Linked DNA regions of Mus musculus: region 2 is linked to region 1. The links are chromatin contacts, called in public HiChIP or PLAC-seq maps. All regions are on one chromosome and are shown on one strand. The core of a region is the stretch at or near the end of the contact, and the rest is flanking DNA. Distances in the headings are between cores, read along the strand shown. Region 1 holds the start of Cenpv (centromere protein V). Region 2 overlaps Specc1 (sperm antigen with calponin homology and coiled-coil domains 1).

Region 1 (7,155 bases), core at 2,591-5,090:
TTACAGATGGCTGTGAGCCACCATGTGGGAGCTGGGAATTGAACTCAGGACCTCTGGAAGCACACAGCCAGTGCTCTTAACCACTGAGCCATCTCTCTAGCCCCAAGTACAGAACTTTTAAGTCAAATGGTGGTGGCTCATTCCTTTAGGAGGCAGAGGCAGGTGGGACTCTCTGTGTTTGAAGCCAGTCTGGTTTACACAGAGAGCTACAGGGCAACCAGAGTTTCATAATGAAGCCCTGTCTCAAAACAAGAAAAACAAAAAACAGGAACCCTGAAGCCATTAAATAACTCCCCATTCCCTTTCCTTTAACCTCTAGTAACCTGTCTTTTGTTTGTTTATATATTTATTTATTTATTTTTGGTTTTTCGAGATAGGGTTTCTCTGTATAGCCCTGGCTGTCCTGGAACTCACTCTGTAGACCAGGCCACTGGGGATGGGCATTGAAGTTTCAAAAGCCTGGACCAGTCTCGTCTCTGTCTGCTGCTGCTTTTGAACCAGATGTGAACTCTGAGCTACTGCTCCAGTGCCACCTCTGCCTGCCTGCCACCATGCTCCCTGCTGTGAAGGTCATAGACTTGAACCTTCTGCAACTGTAAGCTCCCAATGAACTAGTATAAATTGTCCTGGTCATTGTGTCTTACCACACCAATAGAAAAGTAACTAAGACAATAAGTCTGTTGGGTATTTTCTTTCTTCTCGATTGATGTGAGAGGGCCCAGCCCATTGTGGGGAGTGCAGCCCTTGACAGATGGTCCTGGGTTGTATAAAAATAAAAAGCAACCCAAGAGAGTCATTCATCCATGGTCTCTGCTTCAGTTCCTAATTCCAGGTTCCTGCCTTGAATTCCTTCTCTGACTTCCCTCAATGATGGACTGTAAGCTGTAAGATGAAATAAACATTTTTCACCCCAAGTTTCTTTTGATCATGGTGTTTATCACAGCAAGAGAAAGCAGCCTAAGACATAAACCTGACTTTAAAAAATGGACTGTCTTTTAAAAACAATTTATTTTTAATTGTGTCTGTGGGTATGTGCATGCATGAGTGTAGGTGCCCAAGAAGTTGAGGAGACATCAGATCCTCAAGTTACAGTCAGTTGTGAGCTGCCCGAAGTATGTGTTGGGAACCCAGCTTTACAACAGCAGTACCGTACCAACTCTTTAGCCCCAAAAGGATTCCCAAACAGAAGCCATCCAAAAGTTCAGCAACCGAATGAAAAGGTAGCATTACTACAGGACAGAGAAATGCGAAACCGAAGGAAGTGATGTCATGGCACAGCCTCAGAAAAGCTAAGTGAAAAGACCAGCGGTGTGACTTCTGTGAGGTATGGAGCAACTGCAGACCTCATCCAGTGCTGGCAGAGCATAAAACCGGCCGGCCAGCTTAAAACCTTCATAGTTCCTTAAAAAGAATGATGCTCGCTAGGCATGGTGGCACATGCCTGTAGTCCTAGCATCTGTGACAGGTAGAGGCAGGAGGATTGTTGAATAAGACAACACTGACTACATAAGACTTGGTCACAACACAGTCTTAACCTGTGAACCAGAAATTCCACTTTGAATGTTTGGAGAGAAACTGATCTACCAAAAGACTTGGGTAAAAATGTAAAAGTGAATACAAGCTTTATCACATTTGTACAAATTAGAAACAAAAGTAGTTAAGAGAATAAATGTAAGGGGACTAGGGGCTAGCCTGCCACACACACATGAAGCCCTGAGTTAGGATTCCTAGCACCCATATAAAAGTGGACACTGGGGTCACAAGTCTGTAGCCCCACCCACTGTGGAGCTGCTAGGGAAAGTCATCTCCTTGAGTTCAGTGACCCTCCAGTGTAGGCAGAGTGTGAGCTCCCGTTTCAGTGAGGAACCCTCCCTCAGGATGAAGGTGGAGAACCATGAAGACACCCATCATTGAACTCTGACATACACTTGCAACACACACACACACACACACACAAAATAAACGGTGATATATTCTTATGTAAATTTTCTCCCCCACTGCTGTGCCAGTCAGGACAGAAACTGATTCAGAAGCCATGAAGGAAGAACACTGCTTACAGGCTTGCTCAGCCTGCTCTCATAGAGTGAGTCCAGGACCACCTGCCCAGGGGTGATGGTGATCAATAATGAATCAAGGAAATGACCTACAGACTTACCCACTAATTTGATGGAGGCATTTTTTTTTCAGTTAAGGTTCCCTCTCTGATGACCCTTGTTTGTGTTGCATTAACAAAAGCCAATCCGCATAGATCATATTGACATCAATAAATTATATATGTACATATATGTATATATGTGTGTATATATAATATCAATTATTTCCAAAATGTTGAACAGTATTAGATTTAACAATGTACATGCTATTTTTGAAATGACATTCAAAGATAGGCTAAAGTAGTGTGGTAGATCACACCTGTGATTCTAGCACTTGGGAGGTTGAGGCTGGAGAATAGGTACAGGTTTGAAGCCAGCCTTAGCTACTTAGTGAGTCTAGGACTAGACTAGGCTAAAGAATGAAGCCCTGACTCAAACAAGCCCGGCAGCCAAGTAAAGGTGCCTGTCACCAGACAGCTTGTTTGGTGCAAGAAGAGAACTCATGGTGTAGACTGTCTTCTGCTCCCCATGCACCCGCATACTTCGCTCTCCTCCTGAATAAAGATTTTTAAAACTGTAATGTGTATCAGGAGGTGGAGGCAGGCAGATCACAGTGAGCTAAGATAAACCTGAGCCTTATTCGTGAGTTCCAGGCCAGCCAGGGCTACACGGTTAGACCTTGTCTCTAAATACACAAAACAGGCGAAAGTAAGTCACAGTGAGAAAAAGCCAAAACAAAACAGTGGTCACTTCTGCTTGCTTTTTGGAGATAGTCTAGATGTGGCTAGGATATGCCACATCTGAATTGGTGCATGCAAATCTGTACATTTAAGATACGGGCACAAAGGAAACACCAAAACAAATTATGCATCTAGGAAGTTTCAATTATTGAGAACTTTGTGTTAAAACTTAATGAGGATTTATGAATTAATCAAGCTGTATTTGGGAAAACCCATATTTTCATCATTAAAGATAATAAATGGACTCTATATTGTAATAAAATCAACAAAAACAGAACTAAGTTGAAAAATGAAAAATGCACCAAAAACGAGTAAAAGAAAACGTTTCTTTAAAAGTGTGAGAACAACTGAAAGGGTTTGGAGACTATCTGGGATACCGCAGTGGATGGTTCTTGGGATTTTTGTCTTTAAACGTCAATACGGTATTCTGCAAAAGCTTATGAATGGAATGTAATCCTGGATCCATTTACTTAAAATTGAAAACAAAATCTAGGGCTGGGAATGTGGCTCAGTGCAAGAGTGCTTTCTCAAAGCTGTGGGTCCTATTCTCAGTTCTGCAAAACCACCAAAAAACCTGTTGACCATTGATCAAACTGACTCCAGCTGTCATTTATGCTTCCAGTAGCAGATATCCGACAATTTACATACTACGTTAGCTCACATTAGGTACATGATGGCCTCTGCCAAGTTGGTAGTGTTACCACCTTGGAAACCACGAAGTCACCCAAGCGTGCCAGCTCTGATGTGGCCGTGAATTTATGAACTGAGGCCTGACCCAGGTCCCCAGTTAGAAATGTGTGGTTGGAGTCAGTGGAGGCTGGAAGCTCCTTCGCTGATCAAACGGGCACCGCTACCTGCAAGCGCAGGTGCAGGCGCGGTCTCGTTAGACCCTCAGCGCTCGGCCGGCCCCACGGCCAGGGTCTCTTAGTTGGGTCCCTAGCTCGCGTGTTCCGGAGCGCCGCGCACCACCCCCGGGGCCTTCAGGTTGTCGGAGGCGGGGACGCGCATCGGCCGGCGGGAGCGCGCAGAGCCGAGAGGCCTGCGAGCCCGGCTGAGGGAGACATGCGGCGGACTCGCAGTGCCGTGGCCACCGGCCCGCGGGAGCAGCGGCGCTCGGGGGCCACCGGGGGCTTGAGCGGCGGCGAAAGCCGCGCGCAGCGCTCCCGGAGCAGGACTAGGGCCGGGGCCGGGGGCGGGGGCGGGGCGGTCGGTCCGCAGCCGTCGGCAAAGCCGCGGCCCAAGCCACCGCCGCGGGCCCAGGAGGCGGCCGCCGAGGAGCCACCGCCGGCGGTCACCCCCGCCGCCTCGGTGTCGGCGCTCGACCTGGGGGAGCAGCGGGAGCGCTGGGAGACGTTCCAGAAGCGGCAACGGCTCAGCTTCGAGGGCGCCGCCAAGCTGCTGCTGGACACCTTGTGAGTGTGTCGGGGGCGGCGGGCCGGCACACGCGAGGTGCGCACGGGCGGCGGGACCCGAGGGCTGAGTGCTGAGCCGTTGGCGGGCTGCTCCGGACGGTGTCGGGCTGAGTGCGCGGAAGGGCCCCTCAGGGTGAAAAAACAGACATCCCCCGGCTTGCCAGCTACCAAGACCGTTTTACCCGTTTTTGCACGTGCTTTCGGGGAGTGGGCGGGAGGAAAGGTCGAAGTGGAGAATTTAGTGACCCGAGGAGCGAAGGCCGGTTGTTCTAATCAGTTCCCCGGAGGGAGGGTGCAGGGTGCGGTTATTGATCTCGGAGGGAAAGGCGCGCAAAGCGTTGTCCAGGACGGGCGCTTGCAGGGGGAATGGGGAGTTAAGGTGTTATGTTCTCATCCCCGGTCCGGGCTGGCAGCTCCCCCAGTCTGTGCTTCTGAAGTGCTTCCAGCTTCTTTGGTGGCCTAAGGAGCAGATCTGAGGTCCGTTATTGGGGAAAAGAGCTGATGACTACTCTGGCCAGATGCCTGCTCTTTGGCAAATGTAATGTGAACCCCTTCCTCCTTTACCCATTGTGCTCCGAGAAAAACCCAGTACCCTTGTCTTATAGCCCTCACTCGCAGATGAATTAAAAAGAACAATAAAAGACAAAGAAAACTAACGTTAACCCAACAATTGTTTAACAACCTGAACTACTTTTCATAACAACAAGATGCTCTTTTGTCTTTGTCCCAGAATTAGTTCTCTTGGTTTTGGTGGATCCTCTAAGAACTGGAGTATTTAGTTAGCTTTCTATCTGTTTCGTTTATTCAATTTTATCCCCTTGGGCTATAAATTGAATGCTTTAAAACATTAAAACAAAAATCAGTTAAAACTTAAAAAAAATGAAATATAACACGGAGTACCTGTTGTGTACTAGCTACTGGGAGATCTAAATGATACTATATAAAACTCAGTAGAGCTGGGCACAGTAGCACATGCCGACAATCCTAGCATTCAGGAGGCCGAGGCGGAGGAGTACAGTGATTTCAAGTGCAGCCTGGGCTACAGAGATAGATCCTTTCTCCGAAGAGAAAGAGAAAGAGAGAAAGGAAAACAGAAGCAAGCCAGCGAGAAGGAGGTCCACGTGTGTAAGCCCAGCACTTGGAAGGTGGAGGCAGGAAGATCTACAAGTTCAAGGTCATCCTTGACCACATAGTTAATTTGAGGCCAGCTTGAGCTGCACTGACACCCTGTCTCAAAAGGAAACAAAAAAGCCCCCCACACACACACACAAAGCAAAAATTTTTAGGTAATATTTTCCCCTAAAACAAAATGGTAATGATCTTTAAAAAAGATACTAAAAATATTGGCAGGAAAAGAGGCATTTCACTCACCAGAATAGCGTGCTGTATGCTTGCTTACATCCACTCTATGGTCTTTTAAGCTAACTTTTATACAAAGAAAACGTATGTTAAATACACTAACATTTGGTTCCAATATCGCAAAAAATTGGAGGAATGGATAGCAAATACGGGCTCTCTAAGTGGGATGATCACAGGGGTGGAGGGTTCTCAATGTGTTATTAAACTGTTTGGCTTTTTTTTTTTTTTTTTTTTTTTTTTTTTTACAATAAACATTGTATATAGAAGAAGAAAATGAGATGTTAACTTGTTAGAGAAACCTGGGCGAGCTTTCAGTTTTGCCTCTAGTCAGATGGCAAATTGAAGCGGCTATTTGCTGTTTTTCCCTGTGGTGGTTAATCAGAAGTCACAGCGAAACATTGTCTCGTTTATTTCTGGCCAGAATATTTAGTCTTTTGGGGAAGGGGCTTCAGGATGTCCACTGAATCTTACTGTTGAGTTATGGGGCTGGCTCCAACTGTATACAGTTGTGTGAAAAGCCATGGATTTGGGAAGCGTGAGGAGAGTGAGTGGAGTTAGAGGAGCCTTTGTTGCCCCGCAGAAGGCAACTTGGCGACCTGTCTTACTTTTTCATAGCCACTTGTTACCATCTTTATTACAATCAAAACTGAATATTATTTGGCCTGTTTGCCTAGTGGCTGCTTAAGGCTGGTAAAGTTTTTATCTTGGTCCTAAGCTTGTAATTGAAAGAAAGAAAGAAAGAAAGAAAGAAAGAAAGAAAGAAAGAAAACTAATTAGTTGACATATAAATAAAAATGTTGGGAGTGGGAGCAAATGTGCCAGACTTCTCTCATAGCCTCATATTTACTGAATTCTGGGTATATTTTATTTTGCAGTCATAAAATTCAAGACAGTTCCCAGTGAAAATACTGAACCTCTTTTATGAGATGCACCTGGTTGTCATATATATATATATATATATATATATATATGACATATATATATGTCATATATATATATATATATGAATGAGCCTGGCTTTATTTTAAGAACAAAAAGTCAGCGTGAAGGAGCCAGGCCATAAAACCCCTGCTTGTCTCTTAGAAATTTTTATGCTCTAGTTTTTATTTCATTTAGTGAGTACCAGGGCCTGGTGAAGCACACAGGAGGCTGCCACTGTGGAGCAGTTCGTTTTGAAGTTTGGGCTTCAGCAGACTTACACATCTTTGACTGCAAGTGAGTATTTTATCTTCTCAAATTGGCTTAGAAGAGTTGAAGAGCAAAATAGGCCATGTTTCAGACCAATGTGGGGAGTCGGGGTCTGGATGAGACAGTGTTGGCCATGAGCTGATAACTGTTACATCAGGTACCGAGGACACAAGGGTTCATTGTTCTCTTCTTTGCCATGTGTACAACTAGAAATTTTCAGTGATAACTAAAAAAAAAAAAAAAAAGTGTTATATGTAATTCTTTTACTGTGTGCGTAGATCAGAGGACAACTTGTGGGATGGAGTCACTAGGCTGGTGGTAGGTACTTTTACCTGCCAAGTCTTCTCACTGGATATTTTTTTT
Region 2 (7,155 bases), core at 3,383-5,882, 460 kb after region 1:
TTCTGACCTCTGCAGACCCTCGTGCACATACACACATGCAGACACACATACACAAAGTAATTCCAACCAAAGCATAAGTCATAAGAACTGGAATGCCCCAGAAAATTAACAAGCCAAGGAAGTGGTGAGTGGCAGGCACATATACATGGACACACACTCACACACACAATCACAAAATCAACATATCTATAAACATAGAGACATGTACCTTTCCCACAAATACTTTTGTTTACCTACAAAGAAACATTTCTTTATTAGTTGGAGGTCCATTTTGTAAGCACATAATTTCATGAAACTTTGGCACACTATGTTTCCAGATTGAAGGAAAAATCATCAACAGATAATTTCCTAATACTTTTATGACCACTGTGAATAGTCTCTTTGTTTTATCTATTGTGAGATCAGAAGGTTAAACTGCTGATAGACTTAACCTCCAAGATTCTTTTTTCAATTTGGCTATTAATGTTAGGGAGAAACACAGGACCCATTAGAGAAAAGAGACAAAACATAAGAGGATATTCAAGGGCTTTAGAGGTCATTGGCACTCGTTTTTTACTAAATATAGTTTTAGGTCAAATTTGTAACTTTACTCTTCCAGGTTTATCATAAGCCCTAATTGTCAACATTAATCCACAATGAGGCTACATTTGGGACAACTAGATGGAAATGAAGAGAGGATCAGGGAAAAAGGACTAATTGTGCAGGTCATTGGAGTAAATGCCCATAATCCCAGGACTCTGGAGGCTGAGGCAGTAGGTTTGCCAAAAGTTCAAGGCCATCTTGATCTATACAGTAAGAACAGGCTACCAGGGATACAAGAACAAGACCCTGTCTCAAAACGCACACCCTCCTTCATTGTTCTAAAGTAAGAGGATTGAATAAGAAAATGAGCAGAGGAAGCTTCTGAGAAAAGAGCCTCTATGACCAGCATGAGTTACCAAAACCCAGGGAACAAGCGTTCTCTGACAAGGAGAGAGGAAACAGGCAAATTACTTGTGCCAAAATAAGGAAAACCGACCATGTATAAGCTTTTCTAAAATTCATATTAAAACAGTTTTAAAACCTAATTTTAAACATTTGCCAATCACATTAAACTACCTTAAACCTACATTTCCTGAAAAGTCTAATTTCTCCTAAGAATTGACGGAGAGTTGCCATGAGCTCATTAGAGTTCTACCCAAAGGACTGTGCAGTCAAACAACTGGGAACGCAACATCCATGGGAAGTAGATGTTGCACGTGAAGGTAGGAAGGTGGCTATAGGAAGGTAGTAGGTAGAGGCTGAGCTAGCTAGAGGATATCCTGGGAGAAGCACTGTCATGGTAGACTTCAAGAGGATCCACAGAGCCCTGCAAATGTTTTCACGGGCTCAGTAGTGCTGTGCAAACCACTTTGACCTAACTAGAGCCATAGGAAAATTCCTAAAGTAAAATAATTTGGGGCTGAAAAGTTGGCTCAGTGGTTAAGAGAACTCACTACTCCTGCAGAGGTCCCTGGTTTAATTCCCAGAACCCAAATGGTAGCTCACAAATGTCAGTAACTCTAGTTCCAGGGAATCCAATGCCCTTTTTTGACTCCCAAGGGCACCAGATACACATGTGATATACATATTTATACATGAAGGCAAAATATTCCTATTCACAAAATAATAAATCTCAAAAGAAAGAGTAAAATAATTTAAAAGATTATAACTATCCAGACAGGGCTAGGCTTACAACCAAAAATATAAATATCCAGACTACATATCTAAAAGGCAAAATCCAAACTCTTCTTTGAATTAGAATATATATTAGTTACTTTTCTGTTGCTGTGATAAAATACCATGACTAAAAGCAATCTAAAAAGAAAGAATTTATTTTAGTTTATGGCTCTGGGAGAATAGAGTCCATAAAAGGAAAGACAGAATAATTCATTTCTTTTTTTTCTCTCCTCTTTCTTTTTTCTTTTTTCTTTTTTGCCTGATCTGGTCCTAAACAACAAACATAATTTGATGGTTATTATAATTTTTCTGTTCATTGCCAAATAAGAAATAATTTAAATATATATCAAATCATTACTTGCCCCCTCTGAAAGACAACCATTTTTAGGAAATGCACCATACTATCTAAATAGCATAGAAAACTACATCTTCCTCCTTACCTATAAAACTATCTGGGCTCAAGATATTTTAAAGTTAGTTTCTGATATCCTCCAAGATTCCTTGTCTATCCTAATATTTAATTTCTTTTTTCTTCTCCCATCTCTTTTACCTCCCCCTTCTCTCATAAGGATCAAACCCAGTACCTCATATATGCTGTGACTTTCTGAGCTGTACTCCCAGGCCTGTTTCTTGTCTTTATAAATTGATTTTGTTACTTTTTAATTTTATCAAAATTTATTTTTTGGTTTTTATTCTACCTTAACCAAACCCTCCAAAATCCCTTAGAACATGAATTGTGTGTGTGTGTTCTGCATGTGTGTTTAGACCAAAGATCAAAATGACCTTGTGTTTTGAAAAAAAGATCTCCACTTTAGGACACTGCTTTTTGAGACAGGGGTCTCTTTGAGCTTGTGGATTTGGCTAGACTGACTGGCCAGCAAGCCCCAGAGACCTTCCTGTATAGATATGCTTCCCTGGTGCTGGGACTACAGGCCTGCTGTGCGGGCTGTTTCTGCATGTTCTCATCTAGCACTGACTTCACTCATTTCCGTTCTTTTTTACTTGATAATAAAACCTTTCTGAAGAATGGATCTGCCTATTGTTTGTAACCTCATCACTATTTCAATTATTTCCTTAAGTGATCTGTAAAAATAGCTTTCAATGCCTATTGAGTCAAATTTATGAACTTTTTACAAATTCAACTTTTATTATTTATAGTTTTATTACATTATGGTCATGGGGTGGCCAGTAAAAATTCCCTTTAAAACTCTAATGATGCTTTCTTTCTGTATTTAGAACAGATCAACATTTTAACCGTCTATGAACATTCTGGAAAAATGGCTTGTGTATGACCATGGTTAAATTCTTCCAGTGTTTTGTCAGTTAGTATACAGATTAGGATTATGATCTTACAGTATGAAAGGTCTCTCCTCTCATTTGAAAAATTTTGTGACCTGTGTCATTAACTGACTGTTTCTATTATTTCAGTAGAATGACCTTATAAGTCAGATAAAGCCAGGAGAGAATCATAGTTAAATTTTTAAAAATTGCATTGCTTTACTATCAAGAAAGATACTGACTTAAAGATATAGAAAATATACAAAGAATAGGCAATCTGTCCAGTCATAGGTCTTTGGAATTAGGAAGGAAAATATCTGGACAGTGTAAATGCAAAAGAAGTACAAATTAATCAAGTGATGTGCAGATTTGAATGTGGGAGATGAACAGAATAGGCAGGGAATGGTGGCACAAACCTCCCTGGTACAGAAAGGGAGACAGGAACAGGTAGGTCTCTATGAGTTCAAGGTCATCCAGGATCTTGCATATGCCAAGCATATGGTCTTCCACTGAGCCACGCACTTTACCCCTTAGGTTTTAAAAAAATACATCAAGTTTATTAAAAAGTTTAGTATAAAAATATACCAAAAATTTTCAGGTATATGGTATATATAGCACCATGTATATTTTGGTACTAACAATGCATTTAGATCTTTTTTTTCTTTCAGGCAGGGTCTCTTTTTAGGCAGGCCATGGCTGGTCTGGAATTGTTATGTACTTGGAATTACAACTTATATATGACTTGCAGATGAAGCGTGCGAGATATAACCATGAGAATGCATTTAGTTCCTCTGCTTTCACAGAAAGGATTAGTGGCGAACCATGAAAGTTAATCAAAAACAGTAAAGATAAAAAACATTTCGTAGTCTTGTACAGATAATAATGCCTTTGACTTATATCAAAAAATAGAATGAAGCCAGGCACAGCAGTACACATACTTAATCCCAGCATTCGGGAGGCAGAGCAGGCAAATATCTCTTGTGTTCAAGGCCAAACTGGTTTACATAGTGAGTTCAAGGATGGCTGGGCTATATAGGGAGACCCTGTCTAAATAAATAAATAAACAAATAAATAAATAAATAAATAAATAGACCTGGAAGGAAGGAAGGAAGGAAGGAAGGGAGGGAGGGAGGGAGGGAGGGAGGGAGGGAGGAAAGAAGAAAGAAAAAGAAGAAAGAAAGAAAGAAAGAAAGAAAGAAAGAAAGAAAGAAAGAAAGAAAGAAAGAAAGGAAGGAAGGAAGGAAGGAAGGAAGAAAGAAAGAAAGAAAGAAAGAAAGAAAGAAAGAAAGAAAGAAAGAGAGAGGGGGGTGAGAGAGAAGGAGGGAGGAAAGGAGGGAGGGAGGAAGGAAGGAAGGAAGGAAGGAAGGAAGGAAGGATAAAAAAGAATGATAAGCTAAATGGGGCTTGGATTAGCTTAGTTTGTAGTACTCATCATACACAAAGTGCTGGGCTTGATCCTCAGCACTGCAAAAACCCCAGAAGTAGCCTGTGCCTGTAATGCTAGCTTGGGAAGTGAAAGCAGGAGGATCGATTGTAAGTTCTCAGCTCACTTTCTAGGCAGAATTATAAAATTGCACTCCTCCCTCTGGGTCAATACAACTCCAAGCTGGCTGGGCTTGTCCATTGATTTATCCAAATGCCTTTAAACAGTACACAGGCTGTAGCCCTGTGGCAACCTGCCTAGAAATTGAAAGGCTGTTAACTAGACCCTGTAGCAAGTAAGGGGTGTAGCCTTCACCGTGCTCTTTTAATTATAACTGCCCTTGAACATGGAACTTCTGTCTTTAACTTGATCATTTTTCTTTACCAACCTGCAATACCACAAAAAGTTATGATGAACTAACTCAGAAAACCACACACATTTAAGAACCTTGCTGCCAGTATAGATGCCACAGAGCTACAAAAGCAGCCTCTAAGAAACTTGGTTTCTGCCTAAACACTCCTCCAAAAATGAGTAAGAGCATCACTTGAAGAACAGGCTTATCCAACCAGCCCTCTCAAGTCTCAGAAGGGGTCTGAAAGGAGGTCTGAAATACCATTCATTTCCTCTTTATTACATTTATCTGTCTACTTGTGTGTGGTACAGAGGAGGTCAGAAGACAAAAGTGAATAAACTAGTTCCCTCCTTCTTCCATGTGGATTCTAGGGATTGAATTCAAAAGTTAGTAAGACTTGGTATGTAGCACTTTTATCCACCAAGCCATCTCATCCTCGTTTACCCTTTAAATAGAAGGTCCTTGTCCAAACATCTGAGTGAGGTACTGTTGCCAGATAGCCCTAAAGGGACATCACTAAAATCTCTAATTGAGAAAGAATACATCATTCAGATACCACCAGGATCCTAGGATCCCACTTGGCTTTTGACCGTAAAGGCACATCCCCTGCGCCCCAACAGCTTTTGGCCAGTGACCACCAACAGCAGAAGGACTGAGGACTGGTGAGCAGAAAGCTTAAACTTTCTTCTAATAGTCAGCTTTGCTGTAGAACTCATCTACAGGCTAACACTTCATCAGATCAGCATGATTCTGAGGCTCTCCCTGTAACTGCATTTATAATTGGAGGGTTTTCCCTCATCAATTCTGCTTCCTCTTTCTTTGGTCTTACTTCCTGTAATAAACCTCATGCATTCCTGGGTGTCAGCTCCCAAAGGAGACAGTAGAGGAACTTCATGATTCAGACTTAGGTGTTTCTGCCGCTTCTGGCCTCCTATTCCCTCTTACCACTACCCTCATCTCTGCAGAGCTACTTGTTCAGATCGTAGTTCAACGCACCAACTGTACATTCATCCTGAACAGAAGAACTCTACTGCCTAGAATTTCACTGGTAAATTTCACAGCATTTCATGAAGGCAATGCTAAAATCATGTTCATCCTTTCAACCCAGAGTTCAATCTTTAAAGCCTTTACCAAGATTTCCAATCAAGTATCTTTACTTGCAGCAAGTCAGAATATGTGCCCGTTAGAAAAGTATACTCACTTTGAAAACCCACAACAAAGGGCTGGGGCTCGAGCGAATGGTGGAGCATGTGCTTAGCATGTGCACAGCAAGCCCTGAGCTCCACCCGAGCCAAATATTAAGATAAAATAAACCACTGGCATACACATATCTTTTGATCTTCTTGGTCATTAGGAAGCTTTAAAATGTAAGGGCACTTGGAAATTAGAATATCAAACAACTGATCGACAAAAGTAACAGTCTCCTTATAAGTTTTTAACTAAAGGAATGAAGAGTTTCTCACAATTCTTTGGCACTGACAAGTGTTTTTTCAATTTTATATACCCTTTACCTAGTTTATCAATAAGCTAGCTCATGCAAACTTTTCTCCGTAGAATAAACAATAGATTACTCTTACTTTACATTTACTGGTCATTCTGTACCAAGAAGTTCAGATAACTGCTGTGTGAGACCGCTATGTACACTACACAGTAACTCACCCCTAAGATTTTTCTTTTGTCTACCCCTAAGATTCCAGTGTGGCTGTCAAGAATTTTTTTTGTTGTTGTTGGTTGGTTGGTTTGGTTTTTTGTTTTGTTTTGATTTGTTTTGTTTTGTTTTGTTTTGAGACAGGGTTTCTCTGTGTAGCCCTGGCTGTCTTGGAACTCACTTTGTAGACCAGGCTGGCCTCGAACTCAGAAATTCGCCTGCCTCTGCCTTGCGCCACCATGCCCGGCGCTGTCAGAGTTTTGAGTAATGGCGGCTGGTCTAACAGTCCAACGTACCACAAGTGTCAGGAAGGCAATGGCAGCGGTCCAGATCTAAGGACGCCAGGGTGTGAATGAAGGGATATGGTTGGGGTAAAGATGATTGGGGTTGTACATGCAGCACTGCTCTAGATTCAAGGCATAAGTTATTGGAAAGACCATTTCACCTCAGAGCCTCAATACTGTCCTCAAGTTAAAAGTTTCGGCCTTGGTGGTACAGTAGGGAACATAACTGCCTTCCAAGTTAAACACTTTAAAATTACTACTGCTTTGATTTTTTTTTCCTTTTCCAGGGGTGCTGCTTAGAGGCACTCAGACAGAATGTTTGACTCATCAACTTGGGCTTTCCTACAATACCACCTCTAACAAGACTGGGGGCTATTTCGAACCCCCGCTAAGGTCAGAATGGCACCAAAATCAACATGTAAATTCTGGACCAGGAAGAAAGGTTTCTGCTGTGAGACCTAAGTCTAAAACA

What was found. HiChIP or PLAC-seq counts read pairs in DNA pulled down with a chosen protein or histone mark.
Region 2: a contact with region 1 is called in an HNF4G HiChIP or PLAC-seq map of pancreatic cancer cells. The contact joins the enhancer-like site here to the promoter of Cenpv in region 1. A contact is called at or near these places in 3 of 39 promoter capture datasets (cranial neural crest, hematopoietic stem and progenitor cells and pre-B cells), 4 of 115 datasets of contacts at active chromatin or transcription factors (SST interneurons, astrocytes, pancreatic cancer cells and 1 more) and 1 of 9 other capture datasets (adipose tissue).

Annotation. Positions count from the first base shown.
Region 1 is chr11:62,535,946-62,543,100 of GRCm38.p6, reverse strand. Cenpv (centromere protein V) reads left to right here and starts at 3,840. Exons shown (of 5, transcript NM_028448.1): 1 at 3,840-4,245; 2 at 6,721-6,819. The coding sequence starts at 3,896.
Region 2 is chr11:62,078,133-62,085,287 of GRCm38.p6, reverse strand. All of the region lies in intron 3 of Specc1 (sperm antigen with calponin homology and coiled-coil domains 1), which reads right to left. Among named protein-coding and RNA genes, the nearest start is that of Gm39988, 31 kb to the right of the region's middle. Within about 2 kb of position 4,632, at least 5 of the 459 cell types and tissues checked have an H3K27ac peak or open chromatin away from gene starts, as enhancers often do. A contact at or near this core is called in pancreatic cancer cells, where this site is marked.